Regions from separate parts of the Mus musculus genome. Here region 2 is linked to region 1. The links are chromatin contacts, called in public HiChIP or PLAC-seq maps. All regions are on one chromosome and are shown on one strand. The core of a region is the stretch at or near the end of the contact, and the rest is flanking DNA. Distances in the headings are between cores, read along the strand shown. Region 1 overlaps Slc25a13 (solute carrier family 25 (mitochondrial carrier, adenine nucleotide translocator), member 13). Region 2 holds the start of Slc25a13 (solute carrier family 25 (mitochondrial carrier, adenine nucleotide translocator), member 13).

Region 1 (7,594 bases), core at 3,417-5,916:
GTTAAAACCGTGGCTACTCTGGCTCCACCTTCCTCCTGCTGATTCAGAACGTTGAGGCATGAGGCTTGGGAATGTGTTTTAAACAAGCTCTCCTGGGAAACATAGCTCATTCTTCAGGTGAACAATAGCTCGTGGCACTTATTCTTCCGTGCGTGAGCTGGCTCAGTGGGGAAAGGTGACTGGCTGCATAGAAACCACAGCTTGTCTTCTGGCACGACAAGAGCATGCTTTCCAGAATGTCACATGACCTTCTGTTAGGGCAGCTCTATTCCTCTCAAAGTGTAAACCTGGAAGAGTTTTAAATTACACATTCTGTTAAGTACACTGACATCATATATGGCTTCAGTAGAGCTCAACTGGGCTACTCGCATGCTACCTGTCTGTCTGTCTATTTGACTGTCTACCTTAAGATCCTCATCACCACTGTCTGTGTGTATTCAAAATAACAATAAAAAACTTTATAAGATCTTAGAGAAAACTCCTTTGTAATGTGACACAGTCTATGCTTACTGTTTTAATGACATCCATTTTCTCGCAGACTTTTCTTGAGGGAGCCTCAATTGTAGCCAGTATTCCCGTTTTTTCTCCTCCTCAGACCCTTCACTATGATTAACATAAAAAGGTACTCATTAGAAGGGTCTGAAATGGCAACCTTGACACTGGGGCACAGGACACAGGCTGTCTGCATCCACTTAGTCTATTGTTCTTTAACTTTCTATTCAAGTTCATCTTTTATGCGATGCTTGGAAACTCTGCCCATATAAGCTGCTGTTAGCTGTATCAGCAGGTGAAATATGACTTCTCATAGAAAACACACAAATTTCCTTTGAGAAATAAGACTTAGAGGAAGTGGGAAACTCTTCCGAGAGAAGGCGAGTGCAGTCTATATAGTCCTCCTGCCTCCTTAGAAGACTCACTCGGGTGTTTAACAGAAGCATCCTTTTTGCATTTATTGTATTAATAGACTTTGTAAGATCAATAGGAGAGATATTATGCTTTAGTGTTTGCAATAGCTTGATGAATCTTTTCTATCTTAATAGGAAACTCGTTTTCACTGATTTGAAGCTGCGAAAAGTGAATTTTCTAGAAATTAAAGAGCATTAATTTAGTTATTCTGTATGGAAACAAAGATGTAGAAGTTAAAATTTGCATAAGTGAAGACCTTGATGATTTCAGATTATAGTGTGGTAGAGGTTAAGAAATAAGAGCCCATAGAATTTGTAAAAACAAATTCAGTCTAACCACTTAATGGCATGTGCAAGTAATTTGCCAATTAAATATTTCTAGTATTTGAAACATCTTCAAAGTAAAGAGTGGAGGTTCTTAATCTTTCTTAATTTCATACTTTAAGAAACATAATAGAAAATTACGTAGATTTTGATCACTTTTCATTCAAGATTTCAGCATGTGAGCTCAAGGAAGGATGGATTTTAAGTGTTGCAGGAAAACTGATGCCTTTTGAGAGACGATGAGCTATGATATTTCCAAATCGCACTCTGCTTACTATTTAAAAAATCCTCTGTAAGTATTTTGTGCTTAAATAATAATTCCCCGTATAGTTAAGACCTTTGGTCTTATCTCAGTGGTCACCTCACCTACTATGTGCAGAACATTAGGCACACTCAACTCAAATAACTCTCCAAGTCAGGTATTTTATTCCTTTTTAATGACTAAGTGTTGAGTCAAGCACTTTGCTCAGTTGTTGGAAGTGAATCTATAGTAGTCATTTAGGTTTAAAGTGCTTTATGGAGATTTTAAAATGGCCCCATTTACTCTTCCTAGCTGCAAAGTTCTTTAGTTTTAAGTATAGTCACAGATTTGCACAGCCATTAGCACTTTGAAATTTAGGACACTTCATTATCCTAACAAGGGATTCATTACCAGTCAAGCATTTCCTCTCAATACCCCATTGTTTGTTTGTTTGTTTGTTTTTGGTACCTTCTAGGCCAAGGCAACCCTAATCTACTGTCTGTCTATATTAATTTGTCTGTTCGCAGCATTGTTTTTAACGTTTACTGTACTGTTTACTGTATTTAATGTTACTGTGTGTGTGTGTGCGCGCGCGCGTATGTGTAGGTCAGAGGACAGCTTACTGGACTTACTTCTCCCCTTCTGAGGGTGTGGCAGAAGGCACCTTTACCTGCTGAGCAATCTTGCTGAAAGTTTATAAAAATTAACTAATATTTTATGTCGTCTGTTAGTATAGACTTTTTGCATAATGTTTACAAGGTTCATACATGATATTAGCACACTTTTCCACATATTAAGATTCATTTATTACTTTTTTGTATTTGGATAATAGTCTATTATATGGATTTAGTGTATATTGTCTAGCTCATCAGATCCCGAGTGTGTACACATAGTTTGTTACTGTTTTTTGGCAATGACTAATATTGTTATAAACATTCACCTGCGTACTTTTTGTGGCTATGTGGTTCCCTTTCTTGTGGCTGCACATTTGGAATGAACACTGTTAAGTCATACAGTAAATCTGAGTGTCCTGTTTTCCAAAGTTGCATTTCATATTTGCAGTAGTGCCTGTGGGTCCCAGTGTCTTCACATTCCCAACAACACTTGTCACATTCTTCTATGCCCACGTTAAGTGGTAGCCATTAGTCTTCATCTGCCCTGGCAATGCTAATGCTGTGCGACACCTCTTTAGGTACTTGTGGGCCATTTTTATTTTAGAAAAATGTCTCCTTAGTTTCTATTTTTTCCCATTTGAAAACTGTCCTTTTATCTTTTGTCCATCTTAAGTAGAATTGTCAGGTCTGAAGAGATGGCTCAGCGGTTAAGAGCACATATTGTTCCTGAATATGCCCCAAGTTTGCCAAGCACAGACCTTGGCATGAAGGGGGATTCTGAAAGAAGGGGTGTCTGGGAGCGGTGAAAAGAATGACTTGAAGTCAAATCATGAATCCAAGCTGTGTTCTTCTTGATCCAGTCTGTTGCTATGTTCTGCTTTCTCTCTATAAGTTGTCCTCTGGCACACACACACACACACACACACACACACACACACACACACACACACACGACCCACGCCATACTGTGACATGCACGCACACAATAATTTTTATCCTAAAAACTTCTCTAGATAGCTTGTATCTTGCCGAACTCAGGTCCAGTGTTTCATTTTCCTTATCAACCTAGTCTTTTGCTCCAGGGTTGCTTTTGATTATCTTATGAATCATCTCATCACCCCACCTTTTGATTAGAAAGAGACAGCAAGCATACATTTTGTTCTTAACATTGCAAAAGAATTTAGTGATCTGTCTACCTTTGTTAAGCATAGATGTTAAACTAGTTGGGTGGGACCCTGCCCGGAAATTACCATTACACGTGGGCCTAACCTCACTCTGTCCTAGGCTGACCTTGAACTCAGGAATCTGCCTGCCTTTTTATCTTTCTGACAAGCTGGCTCTTAGTGTAGCTGCCTTTGTTGCTTTAGATTCATGAAGCCCATCATAATTCATATTGCATCCTTATATTTTGCATAATTGAGAAATATATCATATATTTGGAGCTCTTTTCCATAGTCCTAAAGATTGTCCTGAAGGTTCCAGTCTTGCCAAGATATTAGTCACATCCTCAACTCCTGGACTCCTGCTATCTCAGATTATCACGGCATCACTATATTAACAGGGAGGACATGTCTTGGAGGAATGAGGAAATATGTACATTAATACATAAACAAGCTTTATGCCCACTGCAGCCATTGACACTAGCAGAGCCTCATCCCAGGGGCCTGTCCCAGGGGCAGGAACCATGTCACTCTGCCGCCACCAAGGCCATGCTGGGCTCAACACAAGTTTAATTACCAGTAACGGCCATGGAGCTCTCAATTGCCTGTAGCTTCAGCTCTAGGGGATATGACAGCACTCCAACCTCCTCGTACAAACACACACACATACACATAATTGTGAAAAACTAGTCTTTTGCAGGGCAGTGGTGGCGCACGCCTTTAATCCCAGCACTTGGGAGGCAGAGGCAGGCAAATTTCTGAGTTCGAGGCCAGCCTGGTTTACAGAGTGAGTTCCAGGACAGCCAGGACTACACAGAGAAACCCTGTCTCAGGGAAAAAAACAAAGCAAACAAACAAACAAAAACTAGTCTTATTTCTGAGTTGTGAGAACCCTTTCTATATTCCAGAGTTTATCATACACGATTTCCTCCTACCCACCACCTCTAGACTATAAGAGATCTTTTACTCTCTTGATGTTACACTTTACAAAAACAACTTTGGTGATGTTTAATTTGTCTGTTTTTTTTTCTTTTTTCTTTTTTTCTTTTTTATTTTTCATATTCAGTCAGCGTTTTCCTCATCCAAGGCTACAGTATCATGCCTCTATTTTTTATATTCATATCTTTATCTCTTAACTTCATAGATACATTTGTTAGGGGTTTTGTTTATCTTGGGTTAGTAGTAGGTGGCCAAGGCTGGACTTGACATTTTGCCTGTAGAGATTGAAGAGGTCAGCTCAGCTGTTAGAAAATTCCACAGGACCTCCTCCCCTCCTGGGGGGGGGGGGATATAGGTCATAAAGAACATAGGTACCCCTCCGCTCCAGAAGGGAGGGGCTAATTACATTCCTCAGACCACAGGAAGGAGGGACCAACCACCAGAGCTCCAAGACACATTCCGAGACCGTTGGCCACCCACTTCATTCCCTATAGACCAATCAGTTTAAAAGTCACACTGTTCTGCTAATCATATTTTGCCTAATGGCGGTGGCCCTGAGAACTGTATAAAGGCTCCCTGGATGGGCAGCCCGGCATCACTCTGCCTATGTGCAGGGTGACCCCAGCATGCTGGATTAAATAAAATTCCTCTTGCTTTTGCATTGATTCTGGCTCCACGTGGTTCACTAAGGGGATTCCCGGTAAGCTAAGGCTCAACAGAGTCTTACAAGATCATTTGTTTTACAAGCTAAGGGCTCATGTTTCTTGGTGCATTATCAGCCATACTTGTTGGAAATCTCCGGGCAGCAAACACACATGCTTGAGTTTGCCTCTTGCCTAGCTTGGGTCATTTTTAGCCTATGTTATGTTGGAACCACAGTTCTGAGTTGCAGTCACTTTGTACTGACTGAAGGCCAGCTCTGTTCTTGTATTTCAAAATTTCCTGGGCTCCCTGGATGGTGATGGTGCGTGCTTTTAATTTCAGTACTTGGGAGGCAGAGACAGGCAGATCTCTGTGAGTTCTGGCCCAGCTTAGTCTACAAGGTAAGTTCCAGGACATCAGGGGCTACACAGAAAATCCCTATCTTGAAAACAACAAAACAAAAACTACAAATTTCCAGATCACCAGACAAAATCTTGGCTTTTCTGGGTTCCTTGAGTTCTTGTATGCATTTGAGAAGCAGGTTGTCTCCAGCTTGTCTCTTTCCTCAAGAAGCCAGCTAGGTGTATGTCACTTTGGGGTGTCTGACCATTCAACACCAACTTTGGAATGTACTTCTGCCACCCACCATAAATTTTATGTCACCATTTATTTCGAGCCAGGGTCTCACATTGTAGCTCAGGCCAACCTAAAACTCACTACGTGGCCCAGGCTGGCTGGCCCACATCTGCTTCTGACTCCTGAATACTGGATTCAAGGGATAAGCCACAATTCTTATTTTTATTTATTTTGCCATATAAATAATACTGATTATTCTAATGAATAGCATTTTATGGCATTTGAAGAGTAGATGTATTTCATATTTGTTATTAAATTCGTGGCTTTTTGAGGACGTTGCATATGGGATTGTTTCTTCAAACTTATATTTAGATTGCTATTTCATATATGTAAAACTACAACTGACAGGTTTTTATGCTGAACTCCCATATTCTGATCTGGCTGACTGCTTACTAATACGATTTTTCTTTTTTTCAGTAGAATCCTTGAGATTCTGTGTGTGTGTGTGTAAGAGAAATTTATTTGACACAGCTTATAAAAGTTTGAAATCTTCTATCATAGGCTACTGTGTTTCTACAAGAAGCCAGCTTGTATTTTGGAGCAAATCAATGTTTCTTTGGAGGGGAAGTCTGGACATTCGTCTTCCAGAAAGAAACAGTTGCTACTTTGTAATTATTTCCATCGCTTTTAAAACCAGATCTTACTCTGTAGCCTAAGCTGGCCTGAAATTTACAGTCCTCCTATCTCTGTCTCCTGAACACTGGGCTTAGAGGTCAACTCCGCCCTGTCCATTGTAATTACGCTTTTACGATATATAAAGTATAGTCGACTTTCAGGTGGGAAAACAGTGGAGAAAACAAAGTCTTGCAGATAAAGTCAGAGGAAAATGAGCTTGTTTGGTAAAGTCTTGGCTTAAGTAGCATCACCGTTCCTGGGGGGTGACTGATGGAAGAAGCAGGCCTTCCTAACACAGCTTAGCTCAAAGTGAAGTAATGCTGACTATGCTTGAAAAGGTAAGCATTGCATTCGCTTTCCTTTCTGGAAGAGTAAGGGAGCTTAGAAACGCATGCCTCTGCCTCTCTAAACCCTGTTTCCAGCACTGCCATCCCGTTGGTGGGCAGTGCAGCTTGCCTCCTCCCTGCGTGGCCTTACTCCACGAATAGGACTCCAGGATCTTACTTTTTATGCCAGGAGAAGCCTTTACCTTTTTCTCACTCCTTTTAAGTCAGTGATGGGGCTAGGAACATGCCAGAAAGTTCTCAGCTGTTGAGTTATAAGCTAAGAAAGCAACGAAATGGCAGAAAAAAGAAAGCTTTCTCTTCTTTCCTAAGACTTCAGGTTAGGGACTTGAGACGGGGCACAGTGATTAAGGGCTCTGGTACTGTTCTTCCACAGGACCTGGGTTCCATTCCCAGAGCCCACATGGGAGCTCACAGCTATCTGGACCTCCAGTCCCACAGGATCCAGTGCCCTCTTCTGGCCTCTGTGGGTACTGCATGCACATAATACACAAAATACTCATGCACATGAAATTTTAAAAAAATGTAAAAAAGCAAACAAACAAAAACACCTTTAGCTTAGCTCTAGAGAATTCTGGAAAGGTATGGATATAGTGAGAGCTTAGCTTGGTCATAGGAAAGTCCCGAGTTTTAACTCCTGGAGTCTCTATGATAAAGGTCATTTGCCTTTGAAAGGCAAAATGTGGAGCTTAGCCAGGCATGGATGTTGCTTTGTTTCTTAGTTTCCCATTTTTTAGCTGCTAGTTGAGGCACACTCTTCTGGTTGTCTCAGAAGGCGCAGGACACTTCTTAAACACTAAAAAAAAGATACTGTCTGGGGCAGCATGTTCTTGTTTTCTAAAGTAAGGGATGGGTACCACTGAGGGATGAGCACCACAGAGGGATGAGCACTACAGAGGGATGAGCACCACAGAGGGATGAGCACCACTGAGGGATGAGCACTACTAACTGTTGTGATATTTTTTCACTTATAGCGATTTCTTCAGTTCGTAAACCTGAAGGCAAAAATTTTATAAAATGAGTGTGTCCCCAAGCCCTTTGTTGAAACAGAACAAAAAGTTCAGATTTATGACCCCCCCCAAAAATTTTGGGGAAAATATGTGTGTTTTTTAGTATGACATTAATTTTTGAAGGTTTTGTAGCAGTTCATTGGCTGGGACAATAAATAGAAATG
Region 2 (7,594 bases), core at 1,602-4,101, 78 kb before region 1:
GCTAGCAGTACTAGGGGAGACCTTTGCTTGCTTGTTTGTTATTAACTGAGCAGAACAAATCGGATCATTAAAGGTCATGGGTCAAAGGGCATCCCCAAGGCCTAGGTGTGCTGGGAACAGTGAAATCTCAGACCTGGCCACGTCACACTCTCTTCTGAACTTGAACTCATGCTCACACTACGTGCTTTTGAGTCAGTGAGCTTTCCCCAATGTTTGGGTTGGCTGCTTGCCTAGCCAGCAAGGTTGGCAAAATGTGCTATAAAGCACAGGTGGTTAGGAGACCTGGATTCGTTCCCGAGGGCCGTCAGAATGAAATACCACAAGATGTGTGGCTTCAAACAACAGAAGTTTGATCTTTCACATTCCTGGGGGGATGCAAAGTCTTAAACAAAAGAGTCAGTGGGGCTGTGTCCTTTCCTATTCCTTGCTAGGCACCGGAGCCTTCAAGGTGGTGGGTGCAGATTCTTCACGCTCCTTGGCTTGTAGCTCCATCAATCTAATATCTACTTTTATCATATGAAATATATACAGAGTGTTTCTGTGTCTTCTTCGCTGTTGTTTGCATCGTCTGGGCCTGGCTGGCTGAGATTCGAGGTATAGATTAAGCCTGCTTCTGCAGAGTGCTGGGATTAAAAGCATGACTCATCATACCTGATCTGCGCCTCCTAATGAGAACTCCAGTCATGTCAGATTAAGGTCCTCCTTACTTGAGTGTGACCTCATCTTAATTGATTGTACCTCCAGTTTCCAAATAATGGTCCAGTCTGAGACACTGGGGTCAGGAATCTTGTGGTCACCGTTCAACCTTGCCAGCTACTTTCAAATGATGGTGGTGGGAAGACTGTTCTGGGATAGAGAAGGCATCAATGCGACATGTCACTTATGTCATTGTGAGAATTAACTGAGAATGAAATAACTTAAACTCAAGTTTACAATCTATTTTTACAGTATGATGTGTTTAGTGGGTTAAAAGATGTCTACTTCGTAGGTCCTATTGATCATATTCCTTTTTATGACAGAAAGCTCAGAAGTGGGATTGAGGATTGGAGGTGGGGGCGCGAGCTTGGATTCTCTGAGTGGTCTCTCACTGTTAAATGCCATTGAAAGTGCTTTTTCATGTTTGTTTCTTGTGGGCAAGATCTTATCATGTATCCCAGGCAGCCTTGAGCTTTCCCAACCATCCAAATTCTAGAATAGCCTTACAGATGGTGCCACCATGACTTTCTAAATGGGAGACAGGGAGATTACAGACAGCAGTGAACTCACACTCCAGAAGCAGAGTTAGAGAAAAACGGGATGCTCACTGTCTCCTGAGACAGGAGCACCGCGAGCCCTCGGGAAGGCAAATGCTTCTTTCTTGGGCTTTTCATACACTAGACAGAGTCCTGTCTCACTCCAACCCATCTTGTTGGAATATTCTGATAGTTTAGTCCTGACTCATGCCCAGTGTTATCATACCAGTGTTAGCCTGGTTCATGTTGCTACCACACAGTGCCTGAGAGTAAGGCTAAAAACGTATTCCTCGTAGTTGTCACCCTGGCTATGGACTCTAGGATCACAATTTCAACAAGTCAAGGTCTTGTCTCTGTTTCCGAGATGTTTCTCTGAGTACTGTATCTTCCAGAGAGAGGAAAGCTCTAGCTTCGCACGGCAGAGGACAATGAGAGTAGACTTACTTCTATGAGCTTGTTTCTTCTCTTTCTTTTTTGACACGTCTCCTTATATAGATAAGGGTGGCCTGGAACTCTTGGTTCACCAGCTCTCACCTTTCTGGAGCTGAGAATGGAAGGGTTACAAGCCCCTTTTTATGAAGCCATTGATGCAGACCTTAGGGCAGAGCCCATAGGACTTGAGTGTTTCATACTCCTGATTTAGTTTCTAACTTGTGAATCTGGGATACATTATGGCAACTGAGTGGAACCCTAACGACATTAGTACTTACAGTATACTGATTCCAGCCTTAGAAGGCACCTTCAGGTCTTTCCTGTTGCCCATACTCTTCCTCCAGCAGTCCCTAAATTTAGGTTGCCTTCTCTGACTAAACCCTTGGGTTCCTCAGCAATTCTGGGTCTCCTGTCTCCTCTCATTCGTCATGGTTGGAGCATCTCTTGCTATCTACGCATTGGACTGACAGTCTTACCTCAGGAGTAATCTCTGAGAGCCTTTCCTGTTTTCATTGTTCTTATGGTGTCCTGAGAGCAAACAATAGCTCGTAGGGTTTTTTTTTGTTTTTGTTTTTTTGTTTTTTTTTTAAGTTTGTCACCTCTTTGAGGCCTTGACCTCTTTTGTCCTCATATAGTTGTTGCAAAATAGAGTTGTTACAAATGTGTGTTCTATACCATATTCAAGAGTTTATCAAGTTAGAGCCACAAAGGAGGCTAGTCACCTGCTTGTTATCTTTTCTTCTATTAGTCAATACTTCAGGGATTTCATGATGGCATTAAAGTGGGGTCCATCTTGAAGCAAAAACCAAGGTGAATCTGGCAAGAACCTGACCCAATGTGTGCATCTATGAGAGTATGTATGTCAACGTCCAGGTGTTGTGTGGTAACCACTCTTACTTGGCTCTCTCATGGACACTGACCTAGCCAGCCCTTGGCCTCAGCCCAAGCTGCAGCTTCAGCTCACCAAGTCCCCGGTCTTTTGAGACAGTGGCTTGCATTTCTCCCTTGCCCCCGGGGTATACACGACAATGGCTACTAAAGCTGGACAGCACAGTCTGAGTCACGTGTCCTGGCCCCTCAGTAGCTCCCATACTGAGGCCCTCCCTGGCTACAGGGCAGAGGCCTTTAGATCACGCGCGCCCGGGAGGCCCTGGCCGGGCCCAGCCAATGGGCTGACGGCACCCGCATGACCCGCGCCAGGAGGGCGTGGGGAAGCAGGCCAGGCGCGCACGCTGCCGGGCAGAATCACCGCCCCCACCTCTGCTCGGGACGGGAAGTGAGTCGCCGGGGTCCCCGGTGCAATCCAACCAGAGAGCAGGTCTCAAAGCCGCCTGTACCCCGGCCGAAGCATGGCGGCCGCCAAGGTAAGAACGGCGGGCCGGGGCGATCTGGAGCCCAGAGGGGTCCAGCCGGGGTAGTAGATGCGAGGTTCCACCTTGCAGCTGAGGGAGGAAGGGGCACAGGGGACTGCACTTGTGGCCGCGTGGGTACCGCGGCCCGATCGTGCTACAGAAACTTTGCCAGCCGGACACTCCCACTTGGTCTGGCCAGGAGCGGTGTCCCGCGGGACCGAGCCCTGGCCAGCAAGGAGGAGCGCGCGAATGGGGCCAGGTAGCCTGGGGCAGGGAAGAGCCCAGGGACACACAAACCCTTCTGCTACTTTGGGGTTCTCCTGCTTCTGACCCGACTGTTGTTGACCTGAGTTTCTCCTTCCAGGGGCCCCAACTGGGCCTGAAGCCTATCCTATTACATTTCAAGGGTTCCGCCCTCCCGCTGGTAGGGAAGTCACCTTGACTTCCGTTTTGGAAACTGGGAGACTTGGCCTGCGTCTGTGCGCAGCTAGCCCTGGACCCTTCCCCACCCCCACCCCCACCTCCCATCTTCCATCCTTCCCCTTTCTCTCTCCATCTGACAACACTTACAAGGCAGCCTCTGAGCCTCAGAGAGGCTTCTTTTTGAAAATGACAAAACAGATTGTGCTGGGAGCATGTCACTCCTGTGAAGTTCTACTTAAAAGGAATTCTGTGTAATGTGAATCGTTCACGAACCCAGGGAGAAGGCAGCTCTGACAGGTTGACCTTTCCTCTTTCACCGGTTCTTCAAACCTGCACACCATTTCAGCCTCTCTGGACTGCATTTCAACTTTTCTGGCAGAATACCATATTCAGTCCCAATCACTCGAGTCATTGGAATTTATTGCTTTTAATTTTAAGTTCACGAAGGCAGCCCTTTAATCAAGCCTATACAACTTCTTAGATCATTTTAAGTGCAGTGAACTTAAATATACCCAACATTTCAAACATTTGTCCTTAATCAAAACTCTGTGATAACCCTGAAGAGGAAAACATGGCCACCACATCATATTCTGATTTATTCAGGCAAACTAATCACATTTGCAATGGAAATTGTAAGCAGACAAATATATTTAAATAGTGTTCTATGACTAGTCTCTCCAGGCTCCCCAAATCCTCAGTTTTCTTGTTCCTAGACTCAGTGCCTTAAGTGGCCTTCCTTCCTCTGTAACCCTCAGGAGTGTGCACTGGGTGTATTTGCGCATGAGTCTGTGGATGGGCACTTTGATTTATTTCTGAAGCTACTTTAGTTCTTTCAAGCCAATAGCCCCTTTCTTTGCATTAACTTTGCATGATATAACGATTGGTATAAATCAGTTCTCTGGAGTAAATACCCACTCATCATTTATATACCTGTGTGGGAGTTTTGTCACTTGATTTACGTTACTTTAATTGGAGATGCAGTATTGATGGGCACTAAATTGAGACATATGCCTAGAAACAGAATAGAAGACTGGGCAGATACGAAGTAACAAGTGAAGAAGCAGGCTCAACTTTTTAGTTGCATTTTTTGTAATTGAGACACATCCTATCAGGGAGAGTTGGTTTTTATCCAAATCAGGAGGCCAAGGAAACTGAAACATTCCTGTCACCTTTACCCTTTGAAACCTGCCTTCTTTGTTATTTATTCACTGACAGTCACCTCTCTTCAGTTCGGATGGCTGACATATATAGATATAGAATACCTTCCAATAGGATATAACAAAACCAACTGTAAGTGGATGAGAAAGTCAGGATAAAGAGAAGGTAAGGAGAAGCTGGGCATTGTGGCACACAGGTTTAATCCCAGTGCATTGGAGGCAGGGGCCAGCTTGCTCTATAAAGTGAATTCCAGGATAGACACGAGCTGTTAAACTAAAAAACCCTGTCTTCAACAACAACAGCAACAACAAACAAATAACGAGAAAGTAAGATGAACTTAGATTAATAGAAACCAAACGTGTGCTTGGCACAGGTGACAGCATTGTCTAGCTGCCAAAACAAAGATAGACCAGTTGCTTGGAGAGACTTCACTTTGAACTGTTATCTGGGCAGTTACTCTCTATGTCTTTTGTCTTTTTTCTTTTTCTTTTTTTGGCTGAGTCTTACTAAGTAGCCTTGGCTGATCTGGAGTTTGCTGTGTATATCAGGGTGGCATGGAGATTCCATTGCCTCTTCTTCCCAAGGGCAGGGATAAAGAAATATGACCATACCAGGCTCAACTTTGTCCTTGTTTATGATATATCTGAACTGGATTCGAAAACCACTGAGAGCCACACACAAATCCACATCTGTGGATTCCATAAGACCATTTTTTTGTAATGTCTTTAATTATAGGTCAAGGACAGTATACTCAGTGTACAGTTAAAAGGTCCCAGGTGAAGGTGTTGTGGGTCCATCCTAGTCCAAGAATGAATGTGTCCCATTGAGCTGCATTTGCCTATCATTTTTATTGATCGCTTCTTCCAGCTTCCAGTTAGTTCTGCCCAATGCTGACTTAAAATCTGTGTGTCTTACTTTTTCCTTGGAGTGTAATAAGCCATGTTGACAGTTAGTTGAACACTGAGCGATAGACTGGAAAAATCTCAGCTAGGGGTAGAAATAACATACTTGTAAAGGATTTGAGGAGCTTGTGAGAAAGAAAAGCCCACCCCAGTGAAGTAGCACAAAACTGGCCTGTGAGCTTGGGAACCCAACAGATATGAGAGAATTCGATGTGTTCTATTTTGCTATAGTAAACCACTGGAATGTTTAAGTAGACAGACTGGAAAGATGTAGCCAGAGCAATTTACTGATCTTATCCTAATTCCTGGGTCTTTGTAGTGACTCAAATGTAATAATTTATTTCTTCTGTATCTTTCTATTTTGGCTTTCCCCATCAAATCACTGCCCAGCAGTAAAAGAGTTACTTTTTTTTTTTCTTCATGAAATAATGATCTGAATTAGCATGGTCGAGATTATCTCAGAAGCGTCTTTGGCACTGGTTAAGTTTCTGCATTAAGGATGATTGAATTAAACTACTTGAAACTGAAAACTTAGAAAATGCTCATTTAAGTTCAGCCCTAAGACTCAGGGATGCTCATGTGTAAATCCAGACATCAGTACATTGCTGGGTTTAAATTAGCCTCGGACTAAAGAAAATAATCTGATGATAAAATGCAAGCACCAATTTAGAAAAGTGAGTGCTCTGTCGGGGACCAGAGTTTATGTTGCTGATGTTGTCTTCTGTCTTAGGGTGTGTTGTTGCTGTGACAAGTCATTCAATTGGAATTGTGTGCTGTGATCTGACTACTTGTTACAAGTGATACTATCTATCCCCAATGTTAATACCAACTGGACCTCAGCTTCAGAACAACTAAACCTAAACAAACAAACCAACCAACCCCACAGTAGGAGCCCATTCCTCCTAATCTGAGGGAATCTGAGGGAAGACTTCTTATAAGTGTGACTACCTCCCAGAAGGAATGAATGGCAATTGGAAAGACACACACACACACACACACACACACACACACACACACACACACATACACACACACACACAGAGTCAGGAACAGCAAACCGGAAGCTGGATAATGAGAACACGTGCTACATTGGGAAATAGCATCGGCTTAAAAAAATAATGGCTATCAATAAGGAATGGCTGCTAGATACCAAGTTCCACTGCAAATGTGTTTTCCCTCTGTGAATGAGCCTGTCTTTTGAGTTAGATGTTAGTACTGCCATCCCTGCAGTAGATAAAGACTCAGAATCCCTGAGCTGTGCTGTGAGAGACCTAAGACCTACTAATTAGGAAGCTCGAAATCTGGCATTCCAATTCTGCCATGCTGGCTCCAGAGTGTGTCCTTGCTCTGTCTGCCTGCCATACTGTCTGTCCCTACTGCAGCAGAGTGTGTCCTTGCTCTGTCTGCCATACTGTCCCTACTGCAGCAGAGTGTGTCCTTGCTCTGTCTGCCTGCCATACTGTCTGTCCCTACTGCAGCAGAGTGTGTCCTTGCTCTGTCTGCCTGCCATACTGTCCCTACTGCAGCAGAGCATCTGGCAAGAGCACACTTGGGAGGCAGCAAGGGAGGACCGGAATGGCAGACTTAGAACTGGAGGTGGGAGCGATGACTCAGGAGAAGTCAGACTCCTCCCTGAAAATCAGACTTTCAATGAAGGATTGTTTACAGAGTGCATCCTGTGTGCCGGGTGGGTTTTGTCTTCATTTTACAGTTGGAGAAGAAAAAACAAACAACAAATAAACCACCTTACGTGGGTGAATTCTTCAGTTTTTCAGTTCATAAGAGAGCCAGCCTGGATTTTAAGTTTGCTGGTGGGTCTTCAGAACTGCTGCTAGATCTTTGGTAGTGCAGTAATAAAACAGACTGATCTTTGTGCTATGTAGGAAGGAAAGAATTGTTGGGTGCCACGGCTCAGGTAGCTGAGGATGACCTTGAACTCTATGCAGATCAGGATGACCTTGAGTTGATCAGCCCTCTCCCTACCAGACCCCCTCCAGGTGCTGAGATTACAACAAGCATTAGTCACCACATCCTGCATAAAGTGAGCTGTCATTAGGATGCCAGGACAGATTTTAAGAAAGCAGATTCCTCCGAT

Evidence for each region. HiChIP or PLAC-seq counts read pairs in DNA pulled down with a chosen protein or histone mark.
Region 2: an H3K27ac HiChIP or PLAC-seq map of embryonic stem cells shows a contact between it and region 1, with 20 read pairs. The contact joins the promoter of Slc25a13 here to the enhancer-like site in region 1. A contact is called at or near these places in 6 of 39 promoter capture datasets (the C10 cell line, embryonic stem cells, liver and 2 more), 13 of 484 Hi-C or Micro-C datasets (the AML12 cell line, embryonic stem cells, liver and 1 more), 13 of 115 datasets of contacts at active chromatin or transcription factors (the NIH/3T3 cell line, embryonic stem cells, intestinal villus epithelium and 3 more) and 1 of 9 other capture datasets (embryonic stem cells).

What each region holds. Positions count from the first base shown.
Region 1 is chr6:6,136,288-6,143,881 of GRCm38.p6, reverse strand. All of the region lies in intron 4 of Slc25a13 (solute carrier family 25 (mitochondrial carrier, adenine nucleotide translocator), member 13), which reads left to right. Among named protein-coding and RNA genes, the nearest start is that of Slc25a13, 77 kb to the left of the region's middle. Within about 2 kb of position 4,666, at least 8 of the 459 cell types and tissues checked have an H3K27ac peak or open chromatin away from gene starts, as enhancers often do. A contact at or near this core is called in embryonic stem cells, where this site is marked.
Region 2 is chr6:6,212,430-6,220,023 of GRCm38.p6, reverse strand. Slc25a13 (solute carrier family 25 (mitochondrial carrier, adenine nucleotide translocator), member 13) reads left to right here and starts at 2,851. Exons shown (of 18, transcript NM_001177572.1): 1 at 2,851-3,028. The coding sequence starts at 3,014.